Regions from separate parts of the Zea mays genome. Here region 1 is linked to region 2. Evidence: chromatin contacts called from public Hi-C data. All regions are on one chromosome and are shown on one strand. The core of a region is the stretch at or near the end of the contact, and the rest is flanking DNA. Distances in the headings are between cores, read along the strand shown.

What was found. A called contact is a pair of places that touch in the nucleus more often than the background predicts.
Region 1: a Hi-C map of tassel shows a contact between it and region 2, with 2.2 times the contacts expected there. The contact joins the promoter of LOC100278816 here to the promoter of LOC100272347l in region 2. A contact is called at or near these places in 2 of 25 Hi-C or Micro-C datasets (leaf and tassel).

What each region holds. Positions count from the first base shown.
Region 1 is chr8:106,778,411-106,781,745 of Zm-B73-REFERENCE-NAM-5.0, reverse strand. It overlaps LOC100278816 (putative mediator of RNA polymerase II transcription subunit 26b), which reads right to left and starts at 1,611. Exons shown (of 9, transcript NM_001323007.2): 1 at 257-1,611; 2 at 101-169; 3 at 1-2. The coding sequence starts at 853.
Region 2 is chr8:106,288,689-106,292,280 of Zm-B73-REFERENCE-NAM-5.0, reverse strand. LOC100272347l reads right to left here and starts at 1,646. Exons shown (of 4, transcript NM_001146830.1): 1 at 718-1,646; 2 at 87-168. The coding sequence starts at 1,397. It overlaps LOC109941998, which reads left to right and starts at 1,817. Exons shown (of 6, transcript XM_020543349.2): 1 at 1,817-2,084; 2 at 2,750-2,824; 3 at 2,983-3,051. The coding sequence starts at 2,787.

The DNA of each region.
Region 1 (3,335 bases), core at 362-2,861, 490 kb before region 2:
GCCTGCAATGAACAGTCCTAAGATTAAGAAACCAAACAGCCAGAGCAAACAGGGATCAACACATCAAATAGCTCATATGTACGCAATATCCATTTTGTACCTTTAGCGTAGAGACGGACAATTGCATCAACTGCAGCCTCCTCAGTGAATCGAACAAAGTGGCATCCGACTGCAGGAACAACATGATTTAGCTCAGAGGAATTCGAAGTTTAAGGACCTTATAAATAAATGAAGAAACGAGGCAGTCTGCCAGTACATGGTCTTCCTTGTGCAGGAGGAGTTCCTTGATGCGGAGGACCTCGCCGACGATCTGTGACTCCTCATCGATCTCATTGGTGAGCGCCTCGAGCTCCTCAGCGTCGTGGTCTTCCTCCCCTTCTTCAGTATCATCCGCGGCATGCTGCTGCTCATCTTCCTCCTGTTGGTCGCCATCTTCGTCATCATCATCGTAGTTGTGGCCATAGTTGCTCGCTGCGGCGCGGCGGAGGCGCTCGTCGTCAGAGTCAGAATCATCGTCCTCATCGGCGTGGCCATGGCCATGGCCGCCGCCGCCGTGGGTACCGTTGCTGCTGCTGTCGACCTTGCACTCCTTCTCGGCGACGCGGCGCACGCTGCCCTTGTCCTCCTCAACGGGAGTGGCCGGGGTGGTGGACGCCGCGGCGCTGCCGAAGGACGGCGGCGCCGCGTCGCGGCGGAGCGCGGTGAAGAGCCTCTCAGCGATGCGGTCGCGGCGGTGCAGGAAGTCCCGCGGCGCGTCGGCCGCCGCCACGAGGATGGCGTTCTCGATGACGTCGCAGATGCCAGCGCCGGCGCCACGGAAGAAGCCGCGCCACCGATCCAGCCCGTCGGCCATCGCCGCGGCCGCCACCGGTCCCCGCCGGGCCACCGTCGCCAAGATCAGCCTCCCCCGACCGCGATTCTCAGCAGCGCAGCCAAGGGCCGATGCTCCCCCTTCCTGCTTCTATCTGCTACCAAATTACGCCGCGCGCACCGGCACCAGAACCAAGAACCCAATCTCTCCCGCCCGCCCAACGGCGAATCAGATTCCCCCGAATCGGGGCCGGGGCAGGGGCAGGGGCAGGGGCAGAGTCACCAGCCAACCGATCGAGAAAACAGCGGAGGAACAAGAGCAGGGCGAATCCGGAGGCGGAAGGGATCGATCGCGAAGGAAAAAAACTAGCAGCGTGACCTTCCTCGGGCCCCACGTCCCCGTTCCTTGTCGGTTTCAACAACCTCACCGGGAGGGAGTTCCAGCGCGGCGCGGAGGTAGCCTAACCAGAGCAAATCTTATCTGGACTGCCTGGCTGACCCCTAGAGCGGAAGGAAGCGGGGAGGAAACACAGGGAAGGTGAAGTTGAAGACAGGAAGGGGATGACGATGAGACGGGCGGATAGGGACGGGGAAGGCAGGGTGCGCACACCCACGAGACCTACGCGGCTACTACTACCAAACACCAGCAACAACTAGTCTTTCTCCCATGGCCCATGCCTCGCCACCACTAGCAGCTGCAATTGCGGTAACAAACTGCAATTTACCAGAAGAAGCGAGCGAAGGGCAGCAGGACTCGGCCGTACTCAACCCGCAGGAGATGGCGGAAATGCTACGGGAGATGGGTGAGACGCGGCGTGGCTGATTCTTGTTGCGGTCGACTCGGGCGTCGGGGGGCGCCCTTTCCGGTCTCTTTCCTTCTCTCTCTCTCTGTGTTGAGGAGCAGTGCTGCTAGGTTGATGATGCTCACTCACAAAGTCACAGGGTGGTTTTCCATCATGATTATTGTTTAGTTGCGTATAATCTGAACTATTTACTATTTGGTAAAGCATATCTCTCTCGGGCCATAATTGCAAAGTCATTTGCGTACCGACTACCGAGCACAAGTATTTTCAGCACTGCACACAGCGTGTCATGTCAAATGGATGGGATGCCCTCACAAGCTTTATCATATATTTTTATTCTGTTTTCTTCATGTCGTATTTCAATGTTTAATCATTAATTTTTTTAAAAAATCCATATAAAGTCGGAACATGTACAATGTGTGTTAAATAAAAAATTTATTGTAGTGAATTTAATACAGCTTGGTGCGTGGTACTTGTTCTAGTTGATAGGTTGAATGAGACAATAAAGACGTAATTCTATATGAAACAACTGACGAGACATGAATATAACTTTTGAAAAAAAATGCTTGTCGTTGTAGGCAACTGTTGTGCATTTGTTTTTTAAAAAAAGACGGAAGACGAGTTTTTTAACACAGTCGTGCGACGCGCTGCACCTAGTACAGAGCAGGCTCTCAAGGTGGCAAAATCGTAAGACACAAGAGGTCCGCGATGCTTTGCAATACATGAGATGAGGAGTCGAATGCTATACTATAGGTTTCGCAATACATGAGATGATAACCCATGGTCGCAAAAAAACAAGAACGATAAGAATGGGTGACGGTATAATAAGTAAGATTGAACGAAAAGAGCGAGAGAGATGGAAAGAAAAAGAAGAAAAAAATCCTCTCCGGAAATCTCGGGAAAAGAAAAAAAAATACTATAGCCATCAAAATCTTACACCAAACAATCTGATGAAACTATAATAAACAGCGAAAGAAATGCATCGTCTGTTTTTGCAGTGTTAGCATCTTGATCCGAGCATCCTGGCTTATTCCCACGCCGCGCATAGATACTCCCATTTCAAAAGTGGCATGTGTTTCATGCTTTTTGTTGAGAAGGAATTCCGTCTCTGTATTTTGTCCCCTGTGCACTGCGTGCGCATCTAGCGTCTCCCACCAGTAGTGTGGGACAGTGGCTGGCTAGGGTTGTTTCGAGGTTCTTTTTTTTATTTTCATTTTTTTTAAATTTTCTACAGTAGTATGACTTACGCGGGTGTTCCATTTTGGAGTGGCTGCTGGGGTAGCCGAAGGGCCAGTCGTGTGTCCTTTTCACTAGCAACCATATGCTGGCTTCGTGTAGCAGCAGAGATAGTAGGAAGGAAAAAGGAAATGGAAGAGTATATATTAAAAAAAAGATAGATCGATAGATAGAGAGAGAGAGAGAGAGGAAACAAAAAAACTTCACTTCTCACGCACTCGAAAGAAAATCACTGGAATTGAGGGAGTTGTATATATATATGGTTGGTTGTACTATTGCACAACGGCGACCCACACAAGCCGCAGTCCTGCGACGAAACTTTTTATATCTAAAAAAACTGGAGCGTGCATCTCCCCCGCCGGGTGAGATGAGGGAAAACGACGCGTACCAGCAGGCGAGGCGAGGCGAGGAAGGAAACCGTGTCAAGCAGGAGGAGAGGAGAGGAGAGGGAGAGGGCGGGCCGGCCGGGACCGGGTGCATGTGGCT
Region 2 (3,592 bases), core at 397-2,896:
CCCTCCGGTGACATTCAAAAAAAATAATAAATATATGCATAATTGCATAGTCAGAACTTGAAGCGATGTTGCAACGAACTCTATACCCTTGGTGACGGCAGATTGTGTTCCCAAAACATCTCAATTGCCTTAGTAAGCTCAGCCCTCGCCGTCTCATTCTCCTGCGGCCTGCAAGAATGGACATCATGCTTTGTCAAACTAACTTAGGTAAATGGGTTCTCAATAAATTCATGGCCTATTCATCAATAATTGAAACCAAGGCAATGCAGTAAATCCCTTGCAAATTTAGACAGGAACATACAGGTTCAGCATATATCAGGTCTATTCAGCTGCAATGTGCAAGCGCACACACACCAATAAGCCCTTCTAACCGACTACTATGCAATCAGCCTTAAATACAAGCATGCAAACGAACCTCATGTTTCGTTAGATCATGATCTAATCATATATTACATTTAACACTTAAACCCTTCCACCATCAGTTCATGTAGATTTATAAAAAAATACTAACAAACCACAACTATTGCCAACTATATCTATGGTTAGATCATGATCTAATGGACCAGAAAACTCGCTTACACGTTTGCATCTAAGACATGATTGCATAGTACTCGTTGCCTCTAATCAGAACAGACACATCATGCATATCTTCTACCCATAGAGATAAATGAGTTGAGAAACAAGAAGCACTCAGCAAGAGCAAGGAATGAATTATACCTCTTATATCTGTTATGCACAAGCACAACCATCGGCCCGAAATCGGTGAACACGGACGCATCCCAGTCCTGTGTCCTAACATCCCTCACCGGCCTGATGTAATTGTCATCCTCCCAAACAATCTCCTTGTCGCTCTGATACCCCGAGACGTCATCCTCCTCGGTGTCGTCCTTCTTCTCGGCCTTGATGGTGATCTTGTCGAAGAACTGGCCGAGGCTGAAGCCCATCCCATCCTCGGCGTCCTCGGGCCAGTCCGGGTCCTCCTCCTCTACCACCAGCTCGTACTTGGTCAGCAGCTCCCGCATCTTGACCCTCCGCTCCTCCGGGTCCGTCAGCTCCGCCGTTTCCGGGACGCGGTCCATCATCTCCCGTATCTTCCGGCGCAGCGTCCTCCGCTCCTCGTCCGTCATGCGATCCTGCGCGTCCTCTTCATCGCTGGACTCGGAGTCAGTGTCGCCATCGTCGCCGCGCGCACGGCCGCCCAGCACCAGCTCCACGGCCTTAGAGTCGCTCGTCCCCGCCCGCGCGCAGCCGGTGTGCACGAGCCTCCGGTGGCGCGGGCCAGAAAGAGCTAGGCCTACGAGGCGCGCACGGGACCTCGGAAAGCGGGGATCAGGCCGCGCCGCTGCTCGCAGCCACAACGTCGAACAGGTCGCGGGCAGGGAGCAGTGCAGCGCCATCGTGCTGCCTACCACGCACTGACGCAGGGCGTATCACTCACCTCTTTGCTCGAGCCAAGCTATGAGCTTGGAAGTGGCGGCCACGGCCACGGGCGCGGGCGCCAGGCCCAGCCGCGTGGGCGTGAGGGCGCCGGCCGCGGGCGCTCAGCGGAGCGGGGAGTCGTGGGCGCCGCGCGTGGGTAGGGACAGAGGATAAGGAAATGAGAGAAAAAAACTGATGGATGGATACCGTTTGAGCTGACCAAAAAAATTCTCCGCGGTGGGTCAAAGAACCGACTCAATTCTATATTACAGAGCGCGACGCAAAGCTCACACCACATGTGTCCACGTCTCCTGAATTCTTCTTAGCCGTTGGATTCGACAAGCACGGCCATGAAACATCTCCTCAGGCTCAGCAGCTAGCACGACATCACGGGAGACTCTGGTCCCTTCCAGAGACGAGTTGAAAAAACACACAATCAAAAAAGGTGATTCTGTTAGCGGTTGTCTTCTCCGTCGGCGGCGGCGGCCTGGTAGCGGTCCCTGTCCCATTGGCCCTCCTTCCCCGAACGTCCCCGCTCTTCTCCACGCCACGTGATTCTTCCGGTGAGAGGTCCCCGTCGGCGAGAGCAACAGTGCTGACGGTCGCCGCGTCGTGACCCTCCTGCTCCATGAGTTCGAATACCCATTATTCGTCTGCTCACCCAGGTACGAAAAGTTTTCTAACCATGTCTCTCTAATCCTCAAGATCTCAAGGAGGCAGACAGGTCGTTGGTAGCCTCCAAGTGGACTGGAAGGGAAACAGTTGGTAGCCCCCAAATAGACTCATCCAGTCATCCTCATTCTCATCCGGCCATCCAGGAGATCATCCAGATATTCAGATTTGATCTCAATCTGAACTATCTATCAAAGAGCCAAGAGGCAGAGGCCCAGAGCGCAGACCGGAGAGCCGAGAGAGGCCAAGAGCGAGGAGAATTCGATGCTGTGGGTTTGGAACATGATGGCACTGCACGCACCAGATGGTCGAGCGAACGAGCTCCACTGTCGTGTGTGGCTTTAAAGATTCTCTTCCCTAACACATGCTCGGCCGCCACAACGCTTTGCCTCCTCTATCTGCAACGGAAGCAAAGCAAACACAAAGAGAACGGTTGTCACAGCCACGCCAACCGTCTATCTCTCCTCCCTCCCTCGGTGCAATGCAATGCACACTCTTTCTCTCCCATCTGGTTTCTTTCTTTCTTTTTTATTGGCTCGTGTCCTGATGAAGCAAAATTGTGAGACTGGTTCTGGTTTTCGATGCAACTTACTGTGTGATTTATCCATGTTTATGTACTTTTTAACCTACCATGTGAAACATCTTCCTGTGGGTGCAGATCTAGCGTAAAAACATGCTGCTTTGGTGAAGGAGAAATGCTCATCAACTGGACCTTCACCATATGTCATTGTTGGTATTCTTAGCTTTTGTTCCCGAGGCAAACACTTTATAGTCCGACCAAATCGGCCATGTTACATGTTGTCGTCTGCATACGTTGAACAAATGCGTTATTCTATAATTTGTTTGCAAAGATTAGTAGCCACTTGCTAACATGTTTCCTAATCGTTTCAGCATGTCGCCTCATCACACCATAGAAATACATCTCCAATTTCTCGGCACTCGCAACACCGACAACAAGAGGTAAGGTCAACTAATGTTAGATTTAAAAAAATGTATCTACATTCCTATAGTTATCAACAGTGAGCGTTCACCACTTGCATTCAACCAAAATTTGTTTAAGCATATTAGTATCTAGATGCTTTTTGATTTTCTGTTCGATTCTACATGCTCACCATGTCAGGTGGATATATATCCAATCTCCTAAAGATTTCAACGCCGACGATAGCACGTACATCCATCTAACACCCTTCCCTCTATCTATTATTTTTTCATTTATTTATCCTTAAGTTTGTCCATTACCCTTGCTGCATCCTCATAAATAATCTATGCATGATTACACATATACACATTAAAATCAGATTATACTAATTGCACAGTGTCGTATACATACGAATTCAATATTCAAAGCAACGATCCTTCCCCTTCTATTGTTTGTCCATTTATTTATCCCCACATTAGCTTGCTTCCCTTGCTGCATTCTCATAGACAACCCATGCTAATCTTATCTACTTAATTATTAATTGTGGTACCAGATTACATATGAAATCAGCTTCTACAAACT